Regions from separate parts of the Zea mays genome. Here region 1 is linked to region 2. Evidence: chromatin contacts called from public Hi-C data. All regions are on one chromosome and are shown on one strand. The core of a region is the stretch at or near the end of the contact, and the rest is flanking DNA. Distances in the headings are between cores, read along the strand shown. Region 1 has its middle 270 kb from the start of LOC118473549. Region 2 holds the start of LOC103641087 (Protein SUPPRESSOR OF MAX2 1).

Region 1 (6,317 bases), core at 1,485-3,984, 290 kb after region 2:
ATGTTGACACATTGGAGTGCGATGTTGCACCCATGTCTGTGTGTCACTTGCTGCTGGGAAGACCTTGGCAATATGACCGTTATTCTCAGCATTATGGAATAACAAATCAGTGCACACTAGATCTGAAAGGGAGAAAGTATGTACTCAACCCTATGACCCCTCAACAAATCATGGTTGAACATTTACAAAAGGAAACTGAAATTAGTGCAGCAAGTAGAGGAGGAGAAGAGCAAAAGAAATTGAGTGCCATCCACAATTCGGTGAGTGAGTGCTAGCCACAAAATTTGAGCTAATCCGCTCTTGTGAATTCCTTCGCGGGATTGAGAGTGATCTCTACCCCTTTGCTCTTGTGAATTCCTTCGCGGGATTGCAGAAGCGGCGGCTTCATCCGCTCCCAAGTGGTGCTCCTACTCCCTTCGAGGTCTCCTCGATTGATTGTAGGCTATGTTGGTTGGTTCTTTGAGAGTGTGGTTGGGCGAATCTTTGATTCAGGTTGCCGGTTAAAGACCGTGGTTGGCTTTGAGTTTTGTTTGTCAGGTTGCACTAGTTATCGCTGCTCGCAGCAAGTTATCTTGGCATCTTCGAAGCTAGTTATCTGAAGATTGATCCTACGTCGTCAAGATCGGGCATCGTGACGCATCACTGGTTCCAAAGATATGGAGCTCTCAAGTCGGGTCTGTCTCTCAGCCCTGAGCCCGAGGCAAATCTTCGGTTTTGTCGTGTCTAGGTTCCGAATCCCAATGCCATCTTTAGATATGTGGCAGAGGGATTAGTTTAGCACACTTTTGTTAATGGGAGCTTAGGGTTTTGAAATAGGGATTAAGGTGAACATGCTCGGGTTTGGGTTAGAGGCTGAAATTCAGAAATCTGAATTTCAGATTTCTCTAGAAAGCCTCCAATTGAATGGCATGTTTGGGGTTTTTAATAAACTATTTTAGCCAAACTTTTATAACAATTATTGTAGCTTAGTTAGTATAGCATCCAAAACCTTATGTTAAGGATTTATGGAATTCTCTAGAGGTCTTGAGTTAAAATACTTTTTTTTAAAAAAAAACTTTTCTTAAATTGAAGTTGCTCCTCCTCAAATTCTTCCCTAATAAAAATACTACTAGACGAATTAAGTTATCCCTTTATGGAACTATATGTGTAAGTGATCACTAAAGGATGTAAGATAAAGCATCTCTCAATAAAAGTTATACACTAGGAATTATTTTCTTACATTAACTAGAATTTGTGTGTATAAATTTCATGTTTGAAAACATCTACTTAAATAAGTAAGATAATAAATAAATAAATAAAATCATGTCTTGCATTCATGTTGGGGTTTTGATGGTGAATTTGAATTGACTTAAAGCTTCAACTCGATGTGAATTGAATTAAAACTTGAAATGGAAAATAAATAAAAGAACTAAATAAACCCTGCACTTATGCTTGGAGATTCGACCGTGCATTTAAAAGTTGAACTCAAACTTTGAGTGTAAATTCCAAACTAAATTTGAGTTTGAATCAAGAAGGGAAATAAAGAAAATAGGGAAGAAAATGAATATAGAAATAAATAAATAAATAAGTCCATTGGGCGCCTGGGCCTATATTCCCAAACTGGCCCAACTAACCCCCCCCCCCCCCCCCCCCCCCCCCCCCCCGCACAGCCCAAACCTGCTCAGTGGCGCCATGACTCTACCCCCAATGACTTGTGGGCCCGATACGTCAGCCGCCTCCTCCCTAATATGCATCATCTCAGCTAGTCACTGCCAGGCGGGTTCATATGGTCAGCTATACACCGGTTCACCCGTGCGATTGAAGTTGCTGACTGGTGGGGCCCATTCGTCGGATCCATCATCTCCACCAGACCATGATGCCAGCCACGTGCGCGTTCACCGTGGGGCTTCTCTGAGCGAAACCGGCCATCGCGCGGACTCCCATCCACTGCGCGTGGGCCCCACTGCTCGGTCTTCCCCTCCCTCATACTCGGCATTGGCATGTGGGGTCGAGTCACCAGCGTCTCCTTCTTCCGTCCACCGCCGGTTGTTGAGATCCGAATCCCGTGCTTCGCCAAAACGAACCGGAGTCATCGGGCATGTTGTTAGGATTGGTTCTTAGCTTCCCATGTATTTATACGCGTCGATCGGCTCCCTCGTCCCCTCATCTACTGTCGTTGAGCTGTGCGAGCCGAGAGTGGACATGAAAGGAAGAAAGTTGTCCCCACAGCCTGTCTCACCATTGCCGCCGGAAACTCGGACCCAAGCCGAGCCTGGCTGTTCGTCCTCTGAGTAATTGGGGAGAGGAGTGCGTCTAACGAAGACTTTAGCGCGGGATCGAGCATCCAATGTGAGATCTCCCTCTCCACTGGTGAATATCACGAACACCGGTATTCGCCGTGACCCAAGGCCAGTACCTCAGTGGGACCCACGCGCTATCGTCATCCGGTCGCCTCCACAGCGTTGTCGCTGGAGTCCCGTTGAGAGCCTCTGCTGCACCGCTGTAAGTAAATCTGGTTCCTTTACCATGGTTGTAGCGCCCGACTCCCACAGAATCGTCCATAGCATCGGCCGGGGTTGCTTCAACCATGGCGCCATCTCCCTGGGCGTTTGCGCCGTCGGCATCGCTGTCGGGTGTAGAAAGAAGAATGGTGGTGCGTTGGATGGGATTTGTGCGGCTAGTATTAGACTGGGGTACCGGTTCGTAGCCGTAGCGAAAGTGAGTCTTCATAGGGGCGATTGTCACTGCTTATAGACCCGAACCTATCGTTCTAGTGGATCTGTGGCGTTGAGATCGGATTCAACGGACGCGATGTGACCGTGCTCTATTAAACGCTGACCGTAGATCGTGCGGGGAATGGCCTGGATCGAATCTGGCGTATCCCTTCAAATCGTTAGATCGGAGTCGTAGATTTCGGATCTAACGACCATAGTCGCGTATCGGTTCATTAATGCCAAGATCTAATCTGAGCCTTCCGTTTTGATCGGGTGGCTTGGTGCCAAGGATACCCCTTCGCGGCTACAGCTTTTCTAAAGAGCCTGTGCCCTTTTGTCATATCAACCCGCAGTCCATAGGATATGTAAAGTAATTACAGACAAGTCCTGTAAACTTATAAACAGAACCCTGAACTCTCTGATTATTGTGCTCGCAGTCCCGAAGTCTGATAAAATAGGAAAAAATGATTTAGGAAATTGATTTCTAGTGCGAAAATAATTTCAGAACTTGTATAATTCATAGAAAATTCATCTTAGCTCCTTTTTAACCCATTCTAGTTGCAATAATTTTGTATTAGTATTGTCTATCAACTAGTAACACTGTTTAACCATGAAACTTGAATCAAAATTGTTCATTTGAATTAATCTATTCTAGGTTCTTAATAACTTCAGAAATTCATAACTTCTTAACCGTAACTCCGAATTTAGCGATTCTTGTTCCTACGATCTCGTTACGACACATAGATTATTATTATACAGTTTATTCTTATGTTTGGTGTGATGTTAATTTTTCCTATACCATGTTTGTTTGTATTGCTACGTTTAGAAGTGAGGTCACGAGAATCTGAAGAGCAAGTTGGTACCTAGAATCTCAAGTGTCAGGCAAGTTGTGTCCTTGATCACTTCCTTTTTACCCAGTCATGTTCTTATTAATCATAATGATCTACATAGGTTAATTTTGATGGGACCCAATAGGTTACCCTAGATTTTGACTATCTTTATACCTTATTTCACCACTGGTTTTACTACTAAATTTTTGGATAGTACATACTATTGCTTTATGTGCCTTTGGGTATAGAGATATTCATCACTCATTGTTAAAATTTTTATTATCTGTTTATTATTTACTATTCATGATAAGATCATTATGTTAATGGAAACATGGAGAACCACCCAGGAAAACAGTGCTACCACAAGGGTTTAATGGGACGCCCTTGGCTGATTAACTTGGAAAGCTAGTGAATGACTTTACCCGAAAGGGGCAAGGGTAGTAGGGGAGTGGTCAGTGTAGGGAGGTCCTTGGGTTGATTTTGCTGCGATGGTGGTCAGGCGAGGGATTCCTGTACTGGAGCTTCCTATAAACTGTAGCGGGTTTTCTAAAGCTAGTGGAACTTTGTAAAGGCCTCGTAGTGGTACCCTGCCTCGCTTCCTTGGTAGAGGTGTATGGGGTCTGATCAACTCCGTGGCAAATGGGTAACACAATTTGTGGGTAAAGATGCATAACCTCTGTAGATTGTAAAACTGGTATACTAGCCGTGCTCACGGTCATGAGTGGCTCGGACGCTCACATGATTAATTTATGGAACTTAAACTTAATTTGTCATTTGCATCGCACCGGGATTATTTTTATTATTATTTTTACTTATTATTACTATGGTTTGGTATTTACTTACACTTAGTAACTGCTAATAAAATTTTGACCAACTTATAAAAGCAATGCTCAGCTTCAGCCTTTATTACATTGATTTGCCTTACACTCCACACGAACTCCACCTTTGGTGAGTTCATGCACATTATTCCCCATAACTTGTTGAGCGATGAACATGTGTGAGCTCACTCTTGCTATCTCACACCCTCCATAAGAGAAGAACAGGTGGTCGAAGAGGAGCCGCATCACTCTGAGGCTTTCGACTTGATCTAGGTGGCGTCTCTTAGTCAGCTTTGTGGCGCCAGGGAATAATATATAGTTTGCTTTATTTTATCATTTATTTCTGTAAGACTTCCGCTATGTAATAAATACATTTATGATATTTATGACATTTATCTCTATGCACTCTGTTATTATATGTGTTGTCTTCTCTGACGCATATATGAGATGCACCCGGCTTTGTCCCTTAAAGCCCGGGTGTTACAAAAGTGGTATCAGAGGAAATGTTGACGGTAGGACAAAACCTAGATAGAAATGGACAAATCCTTACCTACTTATCTTACTCTGATTCATTCTATACTTACCTTACTCTGATTCTTTCTATAGTTATCTTGATCCTGTCTCACCTCCTACCGTTCTACTCTGATTAACCATACTTTTGCTACTCTGATTCTTTTCTAGACTTATCTTAATCTTTTCTCATCTATTTCCGCTTTACTCTGAATATTCTTACCTTTCCTTTCTAAATACAAATGTGGATTTCACACTTTGAAATCTTGTGCCTAAAGTGACTTTAGGAATTGGAGACCTACTCTTAGGAACAAAATCAAAACTATTTTTATAGTTATCTATATGCCTGGGTGTTTGTTCTTATGATATTTGTCTGATTTGGATCTTTGATTGAGTGTGATGAGTCGTGGAGTAATGTCCACAATTATATATAAGTATAAGCATAAGTATAAATAAATAAAATTCATGAGATTAGATTATCCTCCATTAAAGTGTATCTATTTTAATAGATCAATCTTATCTTGAAAGATTCTTTTTTTATCTTAATAGATTATCTTATCTTAAAAGATACTCTCTTATATTAATAGATCCATCTTATCTTAAAATTCTCTCTTATCTTGATAGATCCATTTTATCTTAAAAGATTCTCTCCGATCTTAAAAGATACTCTCTTACCTTAATAGACTCATCTCTTCTCGAAAGGATTCTCATCTTATCCTAATAGATCTAATTAATCTCAAAAGATTCTAACATGATCTTAGAGACTCATCTTGACGTAACAAACATACTTATCCCAACCACTTTGCTTATTTCATAATAGTGTAACAAACATGATCTACGCCAAAATAAATTTAGTAGATCTTATCTAGTCTAATCTGGTTATACCAATTTAGTCCTGATCAGATCTAATCTAATGGACAAACATGTTAGATAATACTGGTAAAATAAGATTGGATCCTATTCTTACAAATATGTTTTAATCTAAATTGGGTCTTAGTCCAACCTGGCCATATGCAACTACCCTAACCACTCGATGGTTGCATAACCCTCTGTTTTAACCAAACAAAGAATCTGACCACCTACACCATATGACCCCTCCTATCTCAAAAGATTCTAACATATATTAATAATATATATCCTATCTTGGTAGACCTATTTAACTTAAACTAGTCTAATCTAGTTATATCCAATCCAATCTAGACCCTAACTAATCTAATATGATATGATCTAAAGGGAGTTACTTAAACAAGTTAGTTAATGCTGGTAACACAAATTAGACCATCTTCATATAAATGGGTTTAAAACCTTAATTGGTGTCTTAAACCAACTTGTCCGTGAAACCACGACCTAGCTTATGCTATAGGTTGCTCAACTCATTTATCTCAAAAGCAAAATAAAATTATGTTTAATCTACCTACCCCATGTAACCGCAATTGTTATCCCACCTTGATGATGGCATCTAACAC
Region 2 (6,236 bases), core at 143-2,642:
GCTATGCACGCATATTATTCTATTTTAAAGAAAGTATAATTCCAATGTAAAACTATGTGTTTTTAGGAAGTAGTTTAACATGATTCTTTTAAGGATATACCTATACACTTCAACTAGAGTTAATTTAGTTTATATAAGTCTCTTTTGCTTAATCTTTTATTACCAAGTATATTTATTTTGGGATAGGTAAACACAAAGGTAACAAGATCCTTATTAAAAGATATTTTTTAAACCAAGATTATGGAGAAAAATTAACAAGTCTCTAAGATAAGATTTTGGGTGTTACATGATTGTCAGTGTGTGATGACCGACAAGTAAGGTCATCCGAAATAGGGTTTGGAGGGCTTTCACATAAGCTAATTCAACGGTGAAAGCAAAGGCGATGATTTATATGGGTTCATATAGTTGGCTAGCGTAATACCTGACGTCTAGTTATTATGTGGGTTTTCTTGTGTTGGATTGTAATATGTAGTAATATGTTGTGTATTGGTTGTCGATCTATGAAGTTATGCCCTCCTTTATACAGTCCAGAAGGCAAGTTTTCTAGTTAGTTAAAATAATATGAATCATAGTAGAATTATAGTGCAGTTAGATGAGTTTTCTTGTATTGAATCATCTTTTATATAGTCCATGAGATAAGTCTTCTAACATGTACTACTATGAGTTCTATTAAAATTATACTAGCATATAGTCTGTGCTAACACTATGATTCTGGGGAAGGGGATCAACGGCGGTGGCGACGACATGAGGGGAGGGGTTGATAGCGGTGGTGGCGCGAGTGAGGGGGCGACGAGGACGCGGGGGAGGAGGAGGTTAGGGGCGGCAAGATCACTGTGATAGAGGGGAAGAGAGGGGAAGAGATGATAGATGATCTAAATAATATTGTTTATTGGATTTGAGTAAGAGAGGAGTTATCTAGCAATCCAAATCATTGGTTTTAATGATGCGTTAAGTCTAAGTGTAAATTATTATGAGTGTGAGTTGAATTGGTTATGTGAGTTTTGCAAAATATATATATATATATGATAAAAGTCTTTGGATTATAAGTTAGAAGTTTTAGTGGAATAGTTTATGAAAAAAAATCTAATTAGACTTTTTCTTTTTTGCAAGGTAACTGGCAACTATGTCCCACGTATAACCTTGTGTTCCTTCCATTTGTTAGGTCGTCTTGTGTTTATCGTTGTGAATAATTTTGAAAATTTTAATTTCGTTGATGAAATAAATAGGAGGCCTTACAGTAGGGAACATAAAATTATACAGTATACAACATATGTATAATTACTTATATAATAATAAAAAAGGAAAAAGAAACGAGGGGAAAAAATCTGTTCACCTCCTTCCCCTGGACCGCGTGGGTAAACAAGAAAGTGATGAAATACGACGTTGGGAGATGTCGTAGGAGACGAAGATTCTATTCGCTTGCTACTTCCCTCTGCTCCTCTGCTACTACTACTTCAGTTCTCGCCTTCTCTTTCTGCCCTCACCTGACTCCTCCCTTCCTGCCATTTCTCTCTCGATAGTCGATACCACCACACCTCCGCTCCCCTCCAAGCCTCTCCTTTTCCTAAGCCCCGACGTCTTCCGACTTCCAGGTCGGTGCCGGGCAACAATAACTTCTTGGTCACCGAGCCAAAAGGGGGTCTTTTCGGTTCTTGCGATCGATTGATGAGCGGCGGGTGGCGGCGATGAGAGCGGATCTCAGCACCATCCAGCAGACGCTCACGCCGGAGGCGGCGGCGGCGCTGGCGCGTGCCATCGACGAGGCTGCGCGGAGGAGGCATGGCCAGACCACGCCGCTCCACGTCGCCGCCGCGCTGCTCGCCGCGCCGGCCGGTCTGCTGCGCCAGGCGTGCGCTCGCGCGGCCGCCGCCGGTGCCGGGCCTGGCGCCGCTGGTAGCGCCGGCGGTGCGCACCCGCTGCAGTGCCGCGCACTCGAGCTCTGCTTCTCCGTCGCCCTCGACAGGCTGCCGGCCGCGGCCTCGGCGGCGGCGGCGGCGGCGTCGCATGCGTCGGGGCCGCCGGTATCGAACGCGCTCGTCGCGGCGCTCAAACGCGCGCAGGCGCAGCAGCGCCGGGGATGCCCCGAGGCCGCGCAGCAGCCGCTGCTCGCCGTTAAAGTCGAGCTCGAGCAGCTCGTCCTCTCCATCCTCGATGACCCGTCAGTCAGCCGCGTCATGCGCGAGGCCTCCTTCTCCTCTTCAGCCGTCAAGACCACCATCGAGCAGTCGCTCGCGTCGCCTTCTCCGCCGCCCTCCGCCGTCTCCACCCCGACCGTCGCCGCGACTACGACCTTGGCCCCGTCCCCTTCTCCGCTCTCACGACTCGGCTCAGCCAACGCCTACATGAACCCTCGCCTCGCAGCCGCCGCAGGCGGTGGCGGGGACGACGCGCGCAAGGTGCTCGACGTCATGCTCAAGCCGGCGCGCCGCAACCCGGTGCTCGTGGGCGACGCCGGGCCAGACGCGGTGCTGAAGGAGGCGGTACGCAGGATCCCGATGGCTGGCTCTCCTTCCCTCGCCGGTGCGAAGGTCTTGCCGCTCGAGAGCGACCTCGCCAAGCTCGCCGGTGACAAAGCCGCCTTGGCGGCGAGGATCGGGGACCTGGGCCCGGTGATCCAGAGGCTCCTCGTGGACCACGGTGCCGTGGTTCTTGATCTTGGAGATCTCAAGTGGCTGGTGGACGGGCCGGCGGCAGCAGCGTCAGAGGGGGGCAAGGCGGTGGTGTCGGAGATGGCGCGGCTGCTGAGGCAGTTCGGAAGCGGCAAGGTCTGGGCCGTCGGTACAGCCGCTTGCGCCACCTACCTCCGATGCAAGGTCTACCACCCAACCATGGAGGCCGAGTGGGACCTCCAGGCGGTTTCTATCGCCCGCAGCGCGCCGCTCGCCGGCGCAGCTCTCAGGTGCGTCTTTCTCTCTTCGCTATTCCGCCTTCTTTGTTGCATCTACCATGTCTGCTGTTGTTCTTTTCTTTTTTTTTTACTCAAACTTGTATCAGTTTTCTGTTGTCTTGGACCAGATGAGTAAATAAATAATAAATTAGTTTATACTCGATAACCTAAATTTACTACAGTTGAATAAGTCATCATGAAGGCTAGTACTACTCTAAAAAGTTTGGTGCCTTTTTTAATAATGTACTTCCTCCTTTATTTCCAAATTATAAGCTACTTATCTTAAAAAAAGTCAAAAACGGCTTATAATTTAGAGTCGGAAGAGTAATAGTTTTCTAATTTTGTACACTGTGATCCAAAACAGGTGATCTAATTAATTTATTGAAATTATAGGCCTGGGAGCACTGGAATTCTGGGCAACTCAGTGGGGATGTTATCGCATACTCTCCGGCCTATGCCGGTGACACCAACAGCACTCCGATGGCCGCCAGGGGCAGGGAGTGACAATCCTCTGATGGCTAAGCCGGTCATGTGCCTGCTTTGCAAGGGTAGCTATGACCGTGAGCTTGCCAAGCTTGCAGCTGAGCAGAAGGAAAACCCAGCATCACGCGCTGAGGCTGCTAAGCCTGGTTTGCCACACTGGATGCAGCCCAGCAGTGATCAACCACAGGTTTGTGTTTTTTCTGTGTTGGCTCATAAAATCAGCGTTGGTTCTAATAGGAAGGTGATTGATATAGTCATTTGTGTTTTCACAGACCAAGGAGCAAGAGTTGAAACGGAAGGAGGCTGCCGAAGAGCTTGAGAAGAAATGGCGTGAAACTTGCGCCCGTACCCACGGTAACCGTGCTGGGGCGCCAGCTCTCTCCTTGGGATTGGCTGCCTTAGTTCCACGCCCGCCAGTTGAGCCAAAGATACAACATTCCAGGGGTGGTGTTCCCACCCTTCAGATGAACACCAATTGGGAGAAGCCTGAGGGTACCCCTACGTCTGAGCTTCGTAAGAGTCCGCTAGGCAGCCCAGTGAAGACTGACCTTGCGCTAGGTCCCATGGATCCTGGTGCTACTGTAGAGAATGACCAGAAGGAAAATTACACAGAAGGGCTTACTTCTATGCAAAAGGCTAAGATAGCTGGAATCTCTGATATCGAGTCTTTCAAAAGGCTCCTCAAGGTGCTCACACAGAAGGTCAGCTGGCAATCAGATGCTGCCTCAGCAATTGCTGCTGTTGTAATACAATGCAGAACTGGCAGTGGGAAGAGACGTAACATTGGGACAAGGGGCGACATATGGCTCCTGTTTGTTGGTCCTGACCAGGCAGGCAAGAGGAAGATGGTGAATGCATTGTCTGAGCTGATGGTAAATGCTCAACCAGTGGTTGTAAACTTTGGTGGTGACTCTCGTTTGAGCAAGGATGGTAATGGACTCAATCCGGGTTTTTGGGGGAAAACCTCACTTGACCGGGTCACTGAGGCAGTTCGGCAAAATCCATGTTCAGTTATCATTCTTGAGGGCATTGATCAAGTGGACGCTGTTGTGCGGGGAAAGATCAAGCGGGCAATGGAGACTGGTCGCCTGGTAGACTCTCGGGGCCGTGAGGTCAGCCTTGGCAATGTCATCTTTGTTCTCACCACAAATTGGCTACCTGAGGAACTCAGGAGACCAAAGTTTGAAACATTGCTCCAAGATGAAGGAAGGATGTTGGAGGTAGCAAGCTCTAATTGGCAGCTAGAGCTTTCTATTGAGGACAAGCAGGTTAAGCACCGAGCGGATTGGCTATGTGATGATGCTCGTCCAGCAAAGGTAGCCAAAGAACTGTCCGGTGGGCAAGGTCTATCACTTGACCTCAATTTAGCAGTTGGGGCATTGGATGACACCGACGGCTCACGGAATTCCAGTGATCTCTCTGTGGAACAAGAGCATGAAAAAGGGCACCTTGCAGTCAAGTGTTCAACACCAGCCCCTGACTATGATCTGTTGAATCTCGTTGATGATGCCATTGTGTTTCGGCCAGTTGACTTCGCACCGTTTAGGAAGACTGTCACAGATTGCATATCAGCGAAATTCGACTCAGTCATCGGTAGCTGTAACTCATTCAGAATCGATGAAGACGCTGTTGATCGGATGGCTGGCAGCATCTGGCTCACTGACGAGAAGCTTGAAGACTGGGCCGAGAAAGTGCTCATGCCGAGCATCGAACGGTTGTGGTGCAACGTGAAACACTACAGTGGCCGTGCTGTTGTCCGTATTGCAGCAGTCACAGACAAGGCATTGCCAAGGTTGGGGTGGGCGCGAGAAGGACTACCAGCAACGGTGCCGATCGCCATTGATGGCATGTAGAGAAGGAATTGGGAGTGGGGGGGAGTACATTCTTTTGTATGGTAGTTATGTAAATATTGGGGGAGAATCTGGGGGGAGGTTACTATATGAAGCACATAGGCATGGAGGTTATAGATTTTATAACAAAAAAAAATCGATGTATAGTTTTGATAATATATGTAGCTATGGTCCTTGAAACTAAAAAAAGGTTTCTCTTTTGCACTCGCTAATGTTGCAAGGGGGTGTGGAGGAAGTAAATAATGATGTAGCGCCCTCAATCAAAGTCGACTCCTATCAGACCAGTTGTGATGCATAAAGTATTGAGCTTGCATCAAGTGGCAAAGATTTGACATGTGAATACATGATTTTTCTTTTGGGGGCTCTCGGGAGGTGTTTGATTCTTTTTATGTGAATGTATTAATATACAGCCTCCTCAGCTTCCTGTATGGCTTGGCATTTCTGTGGTCCGTCGAAGGGCTACTGTTGGAAAATGGGACACATTCCACAGTTGTCTTTTTGCTGCAGAGTGGTAAGGTCCAAATAGGTTAAATGAAGAAGCACGTGTGGTCTCCATATTTTTGCCGACTTCTGTTTATTGCTATCGCGTTTCGCCCGGTTCCCATTTTCGCGTATCGTTTTCAAGCTTGAGCTGAGCGATGGATCCCAGACATGCTGCGGCCCACGTTGAAACCTAATTTCCGATATTTCCAAAAAAAATGTTTTTAAAGGTGTTCCCGGTTTCTCACTACTTTACGTGTGAAAGCATTTCATCCTCTATATCCTTTACATGTGAGAACATATCTCAGTACCACCAATCTGCTGTGGTTCCATCTCTTTCTTTTTACATGTTGCTTTCTCTGCGTACTCTGCCGCTTGAGTTTACTATTTTCCAAAAATAAAATAACCAGAGCAACTCTAGAAAACTCTTTATGCTATCCCTAATTTATAGGATTATAGATTTTAAAGAAAAAATATCCTCCAACAACCTCTATAACTGGATCTCTAAGGCCCTGCTTAGAAGCAACCTAATTTTT

What was found. A called contact is a pair of places that touch in the nucleus more often than the background predicts.
Region 1: a contact with region 2 is called in a Hi-C map of leaf, with 6 times the contacts expected there. The contact joins the enhancer-like site here to the promoter of LOC103641087 in region 2. A contact is called at or near these places in 3 of 25 Hi-C or Micro-C datasets (bundle sheath and leaf) and 1 of 3 datasets of contacts at active chromatin or transcription factors (leaf).

The regions. Positions count from the first base shown.
Region 1 is chr10:54,707,242-54,713,558 of Zm-B73-REFERENCE-NAM-5.0, forward strand. No RefSeq gene overlaps it. Among protein-coding and RNA genes, the nearest start is that of LOC118473549, 270 kb to the left of the region's middle. Within about 2 kb of position 2,735, at least 19 of the 20 cell types and tissues checked have an H3K27ac peak or open chromatin away from gene starts, as enhancers often do. A contact at or near this core is called in bundle sheath and leaf, where this site is marked.
Region 2 is chr10:54,419,183-54,425,418 of Zm-B73-REFERENCE-NAM-5.0, forward strand. It overlaps LOC103641087 (Protein SUPPRESSOR OF MAX2 1), which reads left to right and starts at 1,393. Exons shown (of 3, transcript XM_008664471.3): 1 at 1,393-2,899; 2 at 3,281-3,557; 3 at 3,643-5,537. The coding sequence starts at 1,686. The coding sequence ends at 5,223.